Linked DNA regions of Rattus norvegicus: region 2 is linked to region 1. The links are chromatin contacts, called in public Hi-C maps. All regions are on one chromosome and are shown on one strand. The core of a region is the stretch at or near the end of the contact, and the rest is flanking DNA. Distances in the headings are between cores, read along the strand shown. Region 1 holds the start of Auts2 (activator of transcription and developmental regulator AUTS2). Region 2 overlaps Auts2 (activator of transcription and developmental regulator AUTS2).

Evidence for each region. Hi-C and Micro-C count contacts between places; a contact is called where the count stands out from the background.
Region 2: a contact with region 1 is called in a Hi-C map of liver, with 2.9 times the contacts expected there. The contact joins the enhancer-like site here to the promoter of Auts2 in region 1. A contact is called at or near these places in 3 of 12 Hi-C or Micro-C datasets (frontal cortex, liver and psoas muscle).

What each region holds. Positions count from the first base shown.
Region 1 is chr12:29,737,656-29,744,256 of GRCr8, forward strand. It overlaps Auts2 (activator of transcription and developmental regulator AUTS2), which reads left to right and starts at 2,852. Exons shown (of 19, transcript NM_001107136.3): 1 at 2,852-3,375. The coding sequence starts at 3,067.
Region 2 is chr12:30,046,372-30,052,996 of GRCr8, forward strand. All of the region lies in intron 2 of Auts2 (activator of transcription and developmental regulator AUTS2), which reads left to right. Among named protein-coding and RNA genes, the nearest start is that of Auts2, 310 kb to the left of the region's middle. Within about 2 kb of position 1,605, at least 1 of the 93 cell types and tissues checked has an H3K27ac peak or open chromatin away from gene starts, as enhancers often do.

The sequences.
Region 1 (6,601 bases), core at 1,602-4,101:
CTGGCTCGTTGTAAGCAATTAATGTCAGTTTGTTTTCTTTTCCTTCATGCCAAGTGTGGGTTGCTAGGGGTGAGGGGTGATGTGCTACGGTGTTTATGTGCTTGGACAGAAAGCGAAGCAACTAAGAGATTGCTGAGAGAAGACTGTCGGTGAGTATAGATCAATTCCAAGTGCCCTGAAAAAAAAAACAAAAAAAACAAAAACGCACAGCTATTTTATCCAGAGAGGCTGGTCGCTTTGGTTGATCGATTCTGGGCTGTAGTCAGCTCTTTAATACAACTTTTTATAAGCATCAGTTACATCGTGCAGGAAAACGTAGGGAAGCCACCTCTGCTCTATCCTCCTGCAGCTAAACAGTAAGTGAAGTCTGCAGTGAGCGGGGAATCTGAAGTGTCCTCAGGCTGGGATGGCCCCGAGCTACTCAGTCCCTTGCTCTAGGTTCAAGTTTCGCCGGTGTCTGGATGTTCCAAAGCCGCTAGGCTAGCGTCTTCTCAAAGTGTCTCCCTTAGGGAGACCAAAGGTGCAGGGCGAGCGTCATCTGGGTTCAGGGGCACTGGGCATTCAGTGTTCCATCAGGCAGAGCGGAGAAAAGTTTCCAGCTCTTGCCTTTGGCTGTCTCGGTGCTACTGGACTCAGCACTAGGACACCCATCTTGTCCCCAAAGTGCACCCTCTTTGGGTCCATGCTTTGCACCTCCTCGCGCTGCACGCACTTTTTATTTTTAATTTTTATTTTTGCACCGAGCGCGCGCGTGCGCGCAGGCAAAACACCTAGAGGTACTTGAGAGTAGTTGAACCAGCAAGAGCTTCAGGAGTGGAGGAGATAAGGCTCTCCGGGAGCAAGTGTCCGGAGAAAGGTGCCTGCTACGCGTGCGCGCGCGAGTCCTCCGTGCGTTTGGCGGGATGTTGGGGCAGCCTCCACGCCCTCGAACTTCAACTCCACACGGGCCCGTGACCGACCCCTCCAACATACCCCACAGCCTCTGGAGACCCCTTCCGCCCCCAAGTGCGCAGGCCCGGCCGCCCCAGCGCGCATGCCCTGGGCTCGTGGAGCGGTGGCCAGCCCCTCAGCCTTTTTGCTTTCTACACACTCTACAACTAGGGGAGGGGGGCGGGTCACGTGATCCAGCCGGCCCCGAGGCGCGCGGGAGGAGACGTGGGGGGGTAGGACGGGAACGCGCGTGGGAGAGAGGGAGAGAGGCGCGAGGGGAGGGGCTCTTCTCGGGAGCGCGCAGCCAGTGGTGCATGAGTGGAAGGGGCGGCCCTCGGGAGCGCGCCCCGTGGTGCCGGGGTGGTGGTGGGGGGATTGCGGGGGGGAGAGAACGAGGCGTGAGAGATTCTCGGGAGCCCGCGAAGGGGGAAGGGGGCGGCCCTCGGGAGCGCGCCGAGTGAGGCGTGAGGGGAGGGGGGAGCCCTCGGGAGCGCGAGGAGAGCCAGGAGGGCGGTCCTCGGGAGCGCGCGCAGAGCGAGGCGCGAAGAGGGCGGTCTTCCAGAGCGCTCGCCGGCGAGCGAGCTCGAGCGCGCGTGCAAGAGAGAGAGAGGGAGAGAGAGAGGGAGAGAGAGAGACGGCAAGCGGGCGGGCGTGGGGCTGGGCCGAGGCGGGCGGCGGCGGTGGGCCGGCCAGAGGGGGAGGAGCGGGCGCTGTGTGAGCGAGGCGGGCGGAGGATGAGGCCGTGCCCGGGCTCTGGCTGCAGCCGCCCGGGGACACGCCGTGCACCGTCGGGCTCGGGGCTCCGGCGGCGGCGGCTGAGGCAGCGTTAGCTGCGAGCGAGCGAGCGAGTGAGCGAGCGGCATCTCCCAGCGCTTCTTCCTCAGGCGGGGCGACGCGAAGAAGAAGAAGAGGCGGCGGCGGCGGCGGCGGCGGCGGCGGCGGCGGCACCACACCGGTGTATCTCGGGTTGGAGACTGCTCTTTGCTTTCCTCATTGACTGACTCGCCCCCCCTTTATAATTTTTTTTTTTTTGAGGAAGGGTGACCTCTGGAACTGGGGTGGGGGGAGACAATTTGTGTGCGTGCGTGCATGTGTATGTGAGGAGGGGGTCGGTGGCACGCGCCAGGCTTTGCAATTCTTCTCTTCTTTCATCTTTTTCTCCTCCTCCCCCCCCATCGAAGACCGAAAAAAAGAAAGGGAGAAAAAAAAAAAATCCCACAACTGCTTCAGCGTCCTCCTCCTTCCCTTCCTCCTTTCCTCGGGCAACCTCTGTCTCCGCTCGTGATTGCGTGGTTATGCTCCCCTCTCTGGGGGGTCTCGCCCCTCTCAGCTCGCTCTCTAGCCCTGGCTTCCCTTGGATACATTTCTTAAAAAAAGACTAGGAGCCCGGGAGTGAGTTTTTCTGCGAGACGAGTGTGTGAGAGAGGCGGAGGTGTGGGGTGTTTTCCTGCACGAGGGGGCGGGTGAAGTTCATTGCCACCCACCCCTCACTTCACCGTGACCTTTTCGGACCTCGGGCTTTTTTTTTTCTTTTAATTTTTTTTGGGGGGGGGGTCTCTAGGAAAAGCGAGAAGCCAAGCGATTTCAGTGGTGGGGAGAGAGCATGGCCGCGGGGAGGGCTTCCCCAGTCTCTTGATCAAAGCATTCCGCTATTCTGATTTATTGCCTGCTTGGTGAGTTATTTTTTTCCCCCTTTCCTCTGTAAAGGAGACCTGTGTGTTCAGCCATTACTTTGCTCGGCGCTGTTCGCAGGCATCTCCGACCCTCGGTGCAGAGGGGAGCCCCACACTTCGCCCTCTCGCTTCCCCGTCCCTCCCTCCCCGTCTCCCCGCCCCTTCCCCCTTTTTTCTTTCTCTTTTTCCCCCTGCCCTCCCTTCTTGTTCTTCTTGGGCTTCTTTTTTTTTTTTTTTTTTTTTTTTTTTTTTTTTTTTTATTCCTCCCAGCCGCCTTCTCCCCCGCGCCCTTCCTCGCGGCTGGAGGGAAAAGCCCGTGCAGGAGAAGCGGGGGGGCTCGGTGTCAATTTTTTTTTTCTTCTTGGTGTGTGTGTGTGTGTGTGTGTGTGTGTGTGGCCGCGGCCCGAGCCTGTGGCGCGCGGGTAGGCGAACGGGGAAGATCCCCGGCGCGGTTAAAAGAACCATGGATGGCCCGACGCGGGGACATGGACTCCGGAAAAAGCGGAGGTCGCGATCACAGCGAGACCGGGAGAGACGCTCCCGGGCCGGCTTAGGAACCGGTGCGGCGGGTGGTATAGGAACCGGCCGGACCCGGGCTCCCTCGCTGGCTTCATCGTCGGGCTCCGACAAGGAAGACAATGGAAAGCCCCCATCCTCCGCCCCGTCCCGGCCCAGACCCCCGCGGAGGAAGCGCAGAGAGTCCACCTCAGCCGAAGAGGACATCATTGATGGATTTGCCATGACCAGCTTTGTTACTTTTGAAGCGCTGGAGGTAAGGGGGGGACCCCCTTTCCTGTTCCCCCCATGGTTTCCTTTTATGCATGACACCCCCCACTAGGCTGCACCCCGGTTTTCTTGCCTCCCCCGCCGCACTCGAAGCTGTCTGTCTCGGCCGAGGTCTTATTGTTGGGTGTGGGGTTGTGTGTAGGGGGAGCTGGGGGCAGATAGGCAGCGAGGAGGGAATCGCCAAGCGGTATGCCTGGTCTGGTCTTCCACTGGTTTCGTTCTTGTCCAGCTTGCCTTTCCCCTGCGCCCCCTTCCTGTACCCCCACCTCCCATCATAGCAGATGGGTGGAAAGAAAGGGGTTCGGGCATCACAACAATGCGCCCCCCTTCTGCACGGATGGCTCTGCCTCCACTCCTTTCCTCCTCTTCTCCCTCCCCAATCATGGCTTCTTGGCTGGTGGAAGTCTTTGCTTGGGTTTGGGGCGCCTGTGGACTGTTCTCTGTGTGCTTTCTACAGAGCCATATGTTCCCATGCTTGTGTGTGTGTGTGTGTGTGTGTGTGTGTGTGTGTGTGTGTGTATTAGTCTGTCTAGTATATGCCTTTTCTGGATGTCCTGGGGACAAGAGGCTGCTAGGGTTTTGTGGCTTTTCTGTACCCCCTCCCCCTTTTTTGGTGAAGCTGGGGAAGGGGGCGTTTTCTCCTTGTTGGGAGAAAGGAGGGAGGAGGGGAGAAGGGGAAAGGGTGGAATGTCTCTCTATATTTTATACCATGGGGCTGTATTGCAGAAAGGGTTAATGACAATATTATCCACACACTACATTTGCGTGGTGTGTGTGTGTGTGTGTGTGTGTGTGTGTGTGAGTGTGTGTGTGTGTGTGTACATGAGCAATTTAGTTGAAGGACAGGAGGTACACCAGGGAGAGCTGGTGAGAGGCAAGAATAAAATCCTAGCTGGCTGCTGAAGGGCTTGTCACCAATTGTCCCTCTTCTCCTTGTTGTACGTGCTCCCCCCAACAATGATTGACTTTGTGTATGTGTTTGTGTGTCTGTCTTTATTCCTTAGGCACCTGCAGGCAGCCTTGGTTTTTCAAATGCACATTTTCCTGCCTGCTGAGAGGCTCCTCGGTGTGTGTGTGTGTGTGTGTGTGTGTGTGTGTGTGTGTGTGTGTTTGTGTATTTGTTGGACGGAAGGGGCTGAAGGGAGGTAGTCCAGGGGTCACAGAAAAGTATCTTTGCCTGGGCAGATCTGATTTGGTGCTAGGATTGGTGGTTGGTTTGAATACATTTAACTGCTTTCTTTCCTCTTCCACCTCCCTTTCCCCACCCTAAACACATACAACCACACACAGGAGCTTCTGGGGTTCTCTTGAGTTGATCCAGCACAAAACCAAACTGCGGTCTGTTGGTAGCCTCTCAGTGGCACCTGACATAATGGCGTGAGGAAACTTTTCCCTTTCCTTTATTTATTTATTTTTGCTCTTGTTGGTGGTATTGTTTCAGAGGTGCCAAAGTGAGGAGCTTTGTTAATGAGAGCTTAAGCCTTCCATTCACTGACTGTGCAGGCTTAGATTGTTGGTTCTAGACCTGCTGTTTGGATTCCAAGTTTGGTTTTGAAAAGGCAGTCTTCCTGTCTGTCAGACTTGCTCATTTTTGTAAAGTGCTTCAGATGGGGGTGATGGCGGTGGCCAGTGGCCAGTAGCTAGTAGCTACTGGTTGGGGAGGAAGGAAGAGAGGGTGCTGATACCCGTTGGCGGTGACCAGAGATTTTGTTGCTGGTACTTGACTTCATCATTGGTTTTCCAGTTGGTGCTCTCGGCTTTAAGTGAGTGCCACCATTCGGGATGCTTACAGCTGTGTTTCTTAACTTTGCAAAGGTGGATGGGTACTGCAGGGTGACCTCTTTCTTGCTTTAAAATGGGCATCGAAATGACATCCTGTGTCCTGAGATAGAACGCTGCCTGGGATTTGGCTCAGCGTGGCTGCCCGTGGTTTGGTGAAGGAAAGAACTTGAAAAAAGCTGCTTACAAGTGGTTCTGCTCTCTGGGTAGTTGTCATGCCCTGCTGGGTGGCCCCACTTAGTCAGCAAGAGGGGGGGGACCCGTGTCTTCTCGTCGTTGTCGAAGGCCAGGTGGAGATGGAAGTAAGTTTTGCACTTGTTCTGCATTTAGTGTAAGTAACTGCTTGACTTTATCTTTTTTTGCTAGAAAATGTGCCTGTTCCGGTTTTGTTTTAAGCCTCAAAATGTATAATTTTAAAAGAAGATCAATTTCAAAATGTACACTTCTTTCTGCAATGCAATTTACTTCTCAGCTACTTTTCTAGACCTAAAACCCCAGGATGCTTTGGTTAGCTGAGTGCTGTGACACTTCTACGTCACCACGATACCACATACCTAGTGGCGCATTGGTATAAAGGACCTAACTTTAAAAAAAAGTCAAATAAATTTCGAATGAGAAAGTAGACAGAGCAGTAGAACTCCAAGGCACTCAATACCCCCAGACTTGACAACTTACAATTCACACCTTGCTTCTTCTGTAGTTCATTGAGCTCCCTCTCATCTTTCAGAGGTGCTGTGATGACATCTGTAAATATTTCTGCATTAACCTCTGAAGTATATATAAATGACTCAGATGACTTTAGAGATCCTCATGGTACCATCATCTCTCCTCAGTAAACTGACAGACAGTTCGCTAGTATTTCTGTCCAGCCATATTTTCAGAAGTTCAGATGTTTTAGAAAACCTGTTAATAAACCTGTTAAAACCATGTATCGGAAGATAAAAATAATCATGTTTACCTTTTTTTGGGGTGTATGTGGGGGGTAGTTGTGGTGAGCAAAATGTAGATATATTGGCTGTTAACATGCTGTGTCCATATCGGATGGTTAGAACCCAAGTTCGAAGTGACTGCTAGAGTCTCTGATGTTCACGACACTAAATTTGAAAGATTTACTGAACTGTCACCAAGAAATATGAAGGTTTATGAGGAAGCAGGCAATTCAGCCATGAGCTTGGATAGAAATGTGTGTTAAGAACGTGTGTGTGTGTGTGTGTGTGTGTGTGTGTGTGTGTGTGTGTGTTTGGAATTACCCTAAATATATACTTGTGCTCGTAAATGAAGATATCCTTTGCTATGAATCATAAAGAGGACTTAGGTATTGGCTTGGACAGTTAGGCTTATAAATTACACCAGTTTAGAGCCTTTTCTGGCTGAGTTAGGAATCCCATGTGCTTAGGCTTTTGAATCGACAAACTGACTCTAAGATTTTGTCC
Region 2 (6,625 bases), core at 355-2,854, 310 kb after region 1:
TCCTCAGGCAGTTCAATGTCCAATTTTCTGAGGAACCTCCAGACTGATTTCCAGAATGGTTGTACCAGTCTGCAATCCCACCAACAATGGAGGAGTGTTCCTCTTTCTCCACATCCTCACCAGCATCTGCTGTCACCTGAGTTTTTGATCTTAGCCATTCTCACTGGTGTGAGGTGAAATCTCAGGGTTGTTTTGATTTGCATTTCCCTTATGACTAAAGATGTTGAACATTTCTTTAGGTGTTTCTCAGCCATTCGGCATTCCTCAGATGTGAATTCTTTGTTTAGCTCTGAACCCCATTTTTTAATAGGGTTATTTGTTTCCCTGCGGTCTAACTTCTTGAGTTCTTTGTATATTTTGGATATAAGGCCTCTATCTGTTGTAGGATTGGTATTTAAATAACACGAATTCCTCGCCTAGGGTAAATCGTGTTGATTGGATGCAACTACTATTCCCGTATTTTATTTCTTTCAACCACTTAATGTTTCACTTAGTAAATCGTGAGACTTACGCATCTACTCTCTTTGGCCCTGGGAAGGCCTTTCCTGGACCCCTCTGATACAGACGTGATTAGACGATCATAAATGATACTTTTCACTTCCTTCAGAAAGGTCCCCATGCATTTCCATTTCTCCCAGTCTGTTTTTATTATCAGAGATGTGGGGGGAGGTGCCCTCTTTTCTAGAGCTTGAGTTACTTAACTACTTTGTAACAACTTAAAGTAAATAAACTGCAAAATATTCTTTGAACTGTTAATGTAGAATGCTATCTCCAAAGGTTTCCATTTATCTTCCTTGTGGTTTTTCTAATGCCATCCATTTTTCTTGGGTGAGTTTCCTCACAGATGTGTCCGTGATCCCAGGTGAGGATTTGTGAGCCACAACCATCATGCTAAACTTCGGACTCTGTCATCCGAGACCAAGGGTTGTGTGTGGTCTGTTTGTTTCTTATTAATATGTGAGGATTCTCCCCTATCCAAATCCAAACACAAGTGTTTATTTTTGGTACTGTCTCTTTAGGGTAGACTGTTTGAGTAATAACAATTGTGCAAATTGTTAATTTTTTTTAGCAGATATTATAGACAAGTATCCAAAACAAGATGTATAGAAATGGCCGGAAAAAAAAATGTCTTCTTGCTTAGCATTTAGACTTGGGTGGAGTGCTTGGCTGGCTTGTTTGTTTGTTTAATTGTCAATGGAGATCTGGAAATTTGAGTGGAGTAGAGAATAAAACCTTTGGTTTCCTGATAAGAGGAACCTTGGTGAATATTGACGGATCCCAAGAATACTAAAGATGCAGTCAGAAATATGCCTAATCCATCAGACCATGCAATTGTGAGTCTTTGGGTGTATGCACCATTTTAGTTTCAGTCCCGTTGTTCTGGTAAAATATCCTGAGGAATGGACAGGGCTGAAGTCAGGTTTAGGTTACAGACTGTCATGGCAGAGACCTTAAGGCAGTAGGAACTCAACTGGCTGGTCACAATTCACCCGTCCTGAGGAGCAGACAGAAACGAATGTATTCCAGTTCTTGTACTCTGCTCATCCTGTGTGACTCTGGTGCACTCGAGCCAACACCCAGGGAAAGGTGCCACAGAGTGGCTTGGGTGTTGGTTTCATTTAGAACACAAGAAACACAGCTCTGGAGAGACATGACCGCAGAGAAACCCGATCTAGACGCTCTTTCCTTGTGACTGGTTTCCAAGCTGGGTCTCGATCGTGTCTCATTGACCATTAAAGCTGACCACTGCATTCATACAGTCTCCTGGTGGTTGGATCTCTGGCCAGCCTTGTGATTAAAGATAGACTGTTACCCACCAGTTCACTCTTTCTCCCTTCCTCCCTTTCGCCTTCCCTCTCGCTCTCATTTTGGAGAGATTTATTGGAGCAATCCAATTACGTTTTCAGTATTACTTACCTATGTTAAATAGGTCATTTCTCTGCTGTTTAAGGGAGACTGTTTCCTACCTTGTAAAAATAGGTAACACAGAATGGACTTTGCTATTAACTCAGGCTCTTTTGGGACTTTAGAAATAAGTAGCGTTAGCTTTGTATGTGGGCTGAAGCGTATGAGAGGTGATAGTTCTAGGTGTGTAGGGGCCATTTTTCCCGGTCTTGTCTCTTTCTGCTTCACTTCTGAAGGGTTAGTTTTGGTTGTGGCATCTCGGAAATGCTGAGTGTAGGACTGCGATGTGGAGGCTTGTGTTTGAAAACTGTCATAGAAAGTGCTTCACTCCTCACAGCCCTCCACACTGTCTGAGGAGATCTTTGAATCAGTGTGGCATCTTTTGGAGTCTGGTTAGAATTGCGCCAGAATTGTTAGTGCAATTGTGAAGGAGTCTCGCCATGTGCACACACGTATAATCTTTCGGTACAAGAGAAATATTCTTTCCTTAGTTGTGTAGAGGAGTTTGTGTAGAGCTTTTATAGGGCTGTGTTGTGTTTTAATATCAGGTGGCCTTTAGTCAGTGAGTCTCTGTGGCGCTGAAGTGGTATTTTTGTTTTGTTATGTCTACATTGGGGGTGGAGAGTGAGAAAATGTCACATAAGCAGTCAGGTAATTGTGTTGTGAACTCTTCCTGTAACTAACCTGATTTGGTTTCCAGCCATGTATAATTTATGCTCCTGATGAATTTGGCCATTTCATAGGAGCCTTCATTTCTTGACTCAGTTATCTGTAAAATATCCCTCGATTGTTCAGACAGCTATCGAGAGCATGGTGGTCTGCAGTAATTATTATTAGCGTCGGCCCTCGTCTGTCTGTATCTCTCTTTCCTCTGCTCTCCCTGAATGTATGAATAGGCATTTATCAGTTTTACCAATTTCCTCAAAGAAACAGCTTTGCTTTCATTGATTTTTCTGTGCTGTTTTATATTTCATTGATTCCCTTCTTTCTTTTTATCTAGGGCTTACTCTGCTCATATTTTTGCTAACTTTCTTCTTCTTCTTCTCCTTCTCCTTCTCCTTCTCCTTCTCCTTCTCCTTCTCCTTCTCCTTCTCCTTCTCCTTCTCCTTCTCCTTCTTCTTTGTCTTCGTCTTCGCCTTCTCCTTCTTCTTCCTCCTCCTCCTCCCTCTCCCCCTCCCCTTGATGTGAGAACAAATTAATGTTTTTGTTCGTTTGTTTGTTTTTGTTTATTTTTTCTGTTTGGTTTTTCAAGACAGGGTTTTCCTGTGTAATAGATGTCCTGGACCTAGCACTGTATACCAGGGTGGTCTCGAACTCAGGAACATCTACCTAACTCCACCTCTTGAGCGATGGGATTAATGACATGTGCTACTTCACCCAGCTCTGTATTCTTGTCGGCCTATGATTTATGAACCTCCTGCTTCTGCTTCTGCGTCCTGGGGTTCCTTAGGGTTGCTTCTCACACTGCTCTGTATTACTGTTAGTTTTAAGAATAAGCTGGAATCATCTTTCCTAATATAGGCATATAAGTTTGCCCTATAAATGTACCCTAAATACTACTTCAGCAATACTCCTACAAGTTCTAATATGTTTTCATTTTCCAATCAAAGTACATTTTAGCTCTTTTTATGATATTTTTTTCTCTGATTAGTGGGCTTAAACCTATAGTACTTTGGGAAATTCTTTCCAGAGATCATCCTAATAATGATAATAATTTAATGTGGCCCTGTGATTTCAACGCATGCTTCATGCCACTTCACATCTAAAATGGATTGGCATTCAATTTATTGCCATAATATGGCTTTTCTATGTAGGAGATCCCTATGCATTGACCAAATGGTTATTCCCAGCGGCTAAGTAGAGCGTGTTACACATACCTTTCTGTTCATTTCGATCTTTACTTTTACTGTAACCCAAGTTAGTGTTTTCTGCTTGTTGAGAGACAGAGAGAGAGAGAGAGAGAGAGAGAGAGAGACAGAGACAGAGACAGAGACAGAGACAGAGACATGGACACAGAGAGATTGGTTAATGTGGTTAATGTTTCTGTCTGTAATTTAGTTTCCGTTTTATCTCTGTTGTTAGGTGCATAAGCATGTAAGACTGTTATGCTGTGTCGATTGATGGATAGGTCCTGTTATTATTAAATAGATGTCTTTAACCCCGGTTGCGATCCTTCCAGTGAAATCGTATTTTAAAATGTGTTTATCAAATCCTATTTCAGTATTCCTATATTTTAATCAGATTATTTTTTGGTCATTTTAAAAAATGACATGGATATTACCCCATGCATGTAAGCTGCGCATGTGCATGGATGTTACCATGGTCCCAGGCGTGCACATGTGAGTAGTGCAGGCGCCTTCGGAGGCTAGAGAAGTGTGTTTGGTCTGATGCTTTGGAGCTCGAGTGTCAGGCATTTGGGAGACACATGAGTGTGCCATCTTGCCAGCCCCTGTCTCTGTCTTCCAGTAGGAATGTGGTCCACTGAGAAGGTCAGTCTCAAGTCTGTCACGGTGACACTTGTTTTACATTGAGGACCTCCTTCCTTCCCTTGTTTCTCCTCCTTTTTTTAAAAAAAATAAAGTTAATCTTTCAAGATTCCATTTGATGTGTCTTGTTGATGCATTAGCTACAGCTCTTTATTGTTCACTATTGCTTTAGAGTTTGTGTGTGTGTGTGCGTGTGTGTGTATGTGTGTGTTTGTATGTGTGTGTGAATGTGTGTGTGCGTGTGTGTGTATATGTGTGCATGTGTGTGTATGTGTGTGTATGTGTGTGCATGTGTGTGTATGTGTGTGTGTTTGTGTGTGTGTGTGTGTATGCATGTGTGTTGTGTTATATCTTCTTTAGCTTGTAACTGCTTTTTCAAGTGATACATGACTTCATATGTGGTGTAAGAATGATAAGCTTAGCGTTCCATTCTGCTCTTGGCTTGCACGTTTTTATTTAATGTTTACAGTGCACATTTCATAGATTTCTGTACGTTAAACAGACAGCAATTTGTTTCATTTCATATTTGATCAGGAAATTTTATTTTAAAGCAATTTTCAATCAGAAAATATTGATTAGAAGAAGGAAGCCAAATGATTACTATGTCTTTTTTTCCCCCCACCCGATTAGGTCTGACTGACAGCAGAACCATTCATGTTAAAGGAAGGACTTCCTTTAGTATTTCTTACTGAGATATTCTAGTAAATGGCAAAAGATGTATGTGATCTAAGGAATACTCAGGAGCAAAGGTGGTTTTCTGTTGATAAATAGTTTCTCTGTCTTGTCTGTCTCTGTCTTTGTCTCTGTGTGTGTGTGTGTGTGTGTGTGTGTGTATGTGTGTGTGTTCATACACTTTAAATGTGTTAATGTGCTGTCCTTTCTCAGTATTTCCCACAAGTCATTTGATGCCACCAAAATTCTTCTTAACCGTGGCGGGGTCTTTTTTTTGCCACTCGGAGTTTTTAATCCCTGCGTTTAGAGCATTTAGACTGCAGTGAGCCCTAGTATAGTGCAGATTTCTTCCAGTTTGAATTTGTTGAGTCGTTTTATTCTGTGGGGGCACAATTTTTATATTTATAGTTTTTGGGTCATTATTTCCTCGAAGATTTACTTTGTGGTGTATGTATGCATACATGATTGTGGGTATGAGTGTATACATGAGTCTGTATGTGCATGGGTGTGGATGCCTTCAGAAAAAGATGATTTTAGACACCCCAGAACTGTAGTTACAAATTGTCGTGAGCCACCCAATCTGGGTCCTGGGAATTGAACTGGAATCTATTAGAAGGGCAGCAAGAGCTCTTAGCCACTTAGCCATTTCTCTAGTCTCCCTTTAATGTGTTCTTTTAAAAGAGAGAAAGGCATCTTTATTTTACCTTTAACGGAACTCAAGGTACGTGATACCAAGCTGTTTGTCATCTTGTATTTAAGTGGTTGTGTGTGTGAGTGGGTGTGAGTGGGTGTGAGTGGGTGTGAGTGTCCTTTTGGATAGTTCTTTTGTTGAGCCTCATGTTTTCCAGTCTTTCTCCTCCTCCTCTTTCTCCTCTTCCTCCTCTTCCTCCTCTTCTTCCTCCTCTTCCTCCTCCTCTTCTTCCTCCTCTTCCTCCTCCTCTTCCTCCTCCTCTTCCTCCTCCTCTTCCTCCTCTTCTTCCTCCTCTTCCTCCTCCTCCTCCTCTTCTTCCTCCTCTTCCTCCTCCTCCTCCTCCTCCTCCTCCTTCTTCTTCTTCTATCTCTGTTAATATTTTTGAGCTGTGGGTTTGTATGGTTTAAATAATAATCTCCTTCTCTTTTTAAATATCCGAGTGTATCTGCTGTTAAATATTTTAATGGTCTTGTTTATGAATGGTGTCTTGGTACCTTCCGGGTCATTTACTTTGTTTCATTCTGTTTTGAATATTATTCCATTCTGTCATTTTATTCGTTACTGGGAAATGTGTGCCACCACAAAACCACGCTGTCAGCTCATCCCTGGGTACCCTAGGCAAATGTTCCAGCACCGAGCTATATGGCGTTCTTCTAAAAGGTACGAGGGAGGTGTTGTAACAAGTATTCCATAGTGGAACCATGTTCCGAGCTCTCCTTATATATTTTAAAGAAAATAGTATCTTTGGCAGAATATGTGCCTCTGGACTGAGCCTCATGCCTTTGTGCCTTTTGAATTCATGCTTTACACCTGCTTTCATGTTTATTCTATAGTTTAAATTTTCTTTCAGATGGTCTGTTGTTGTTTCTCT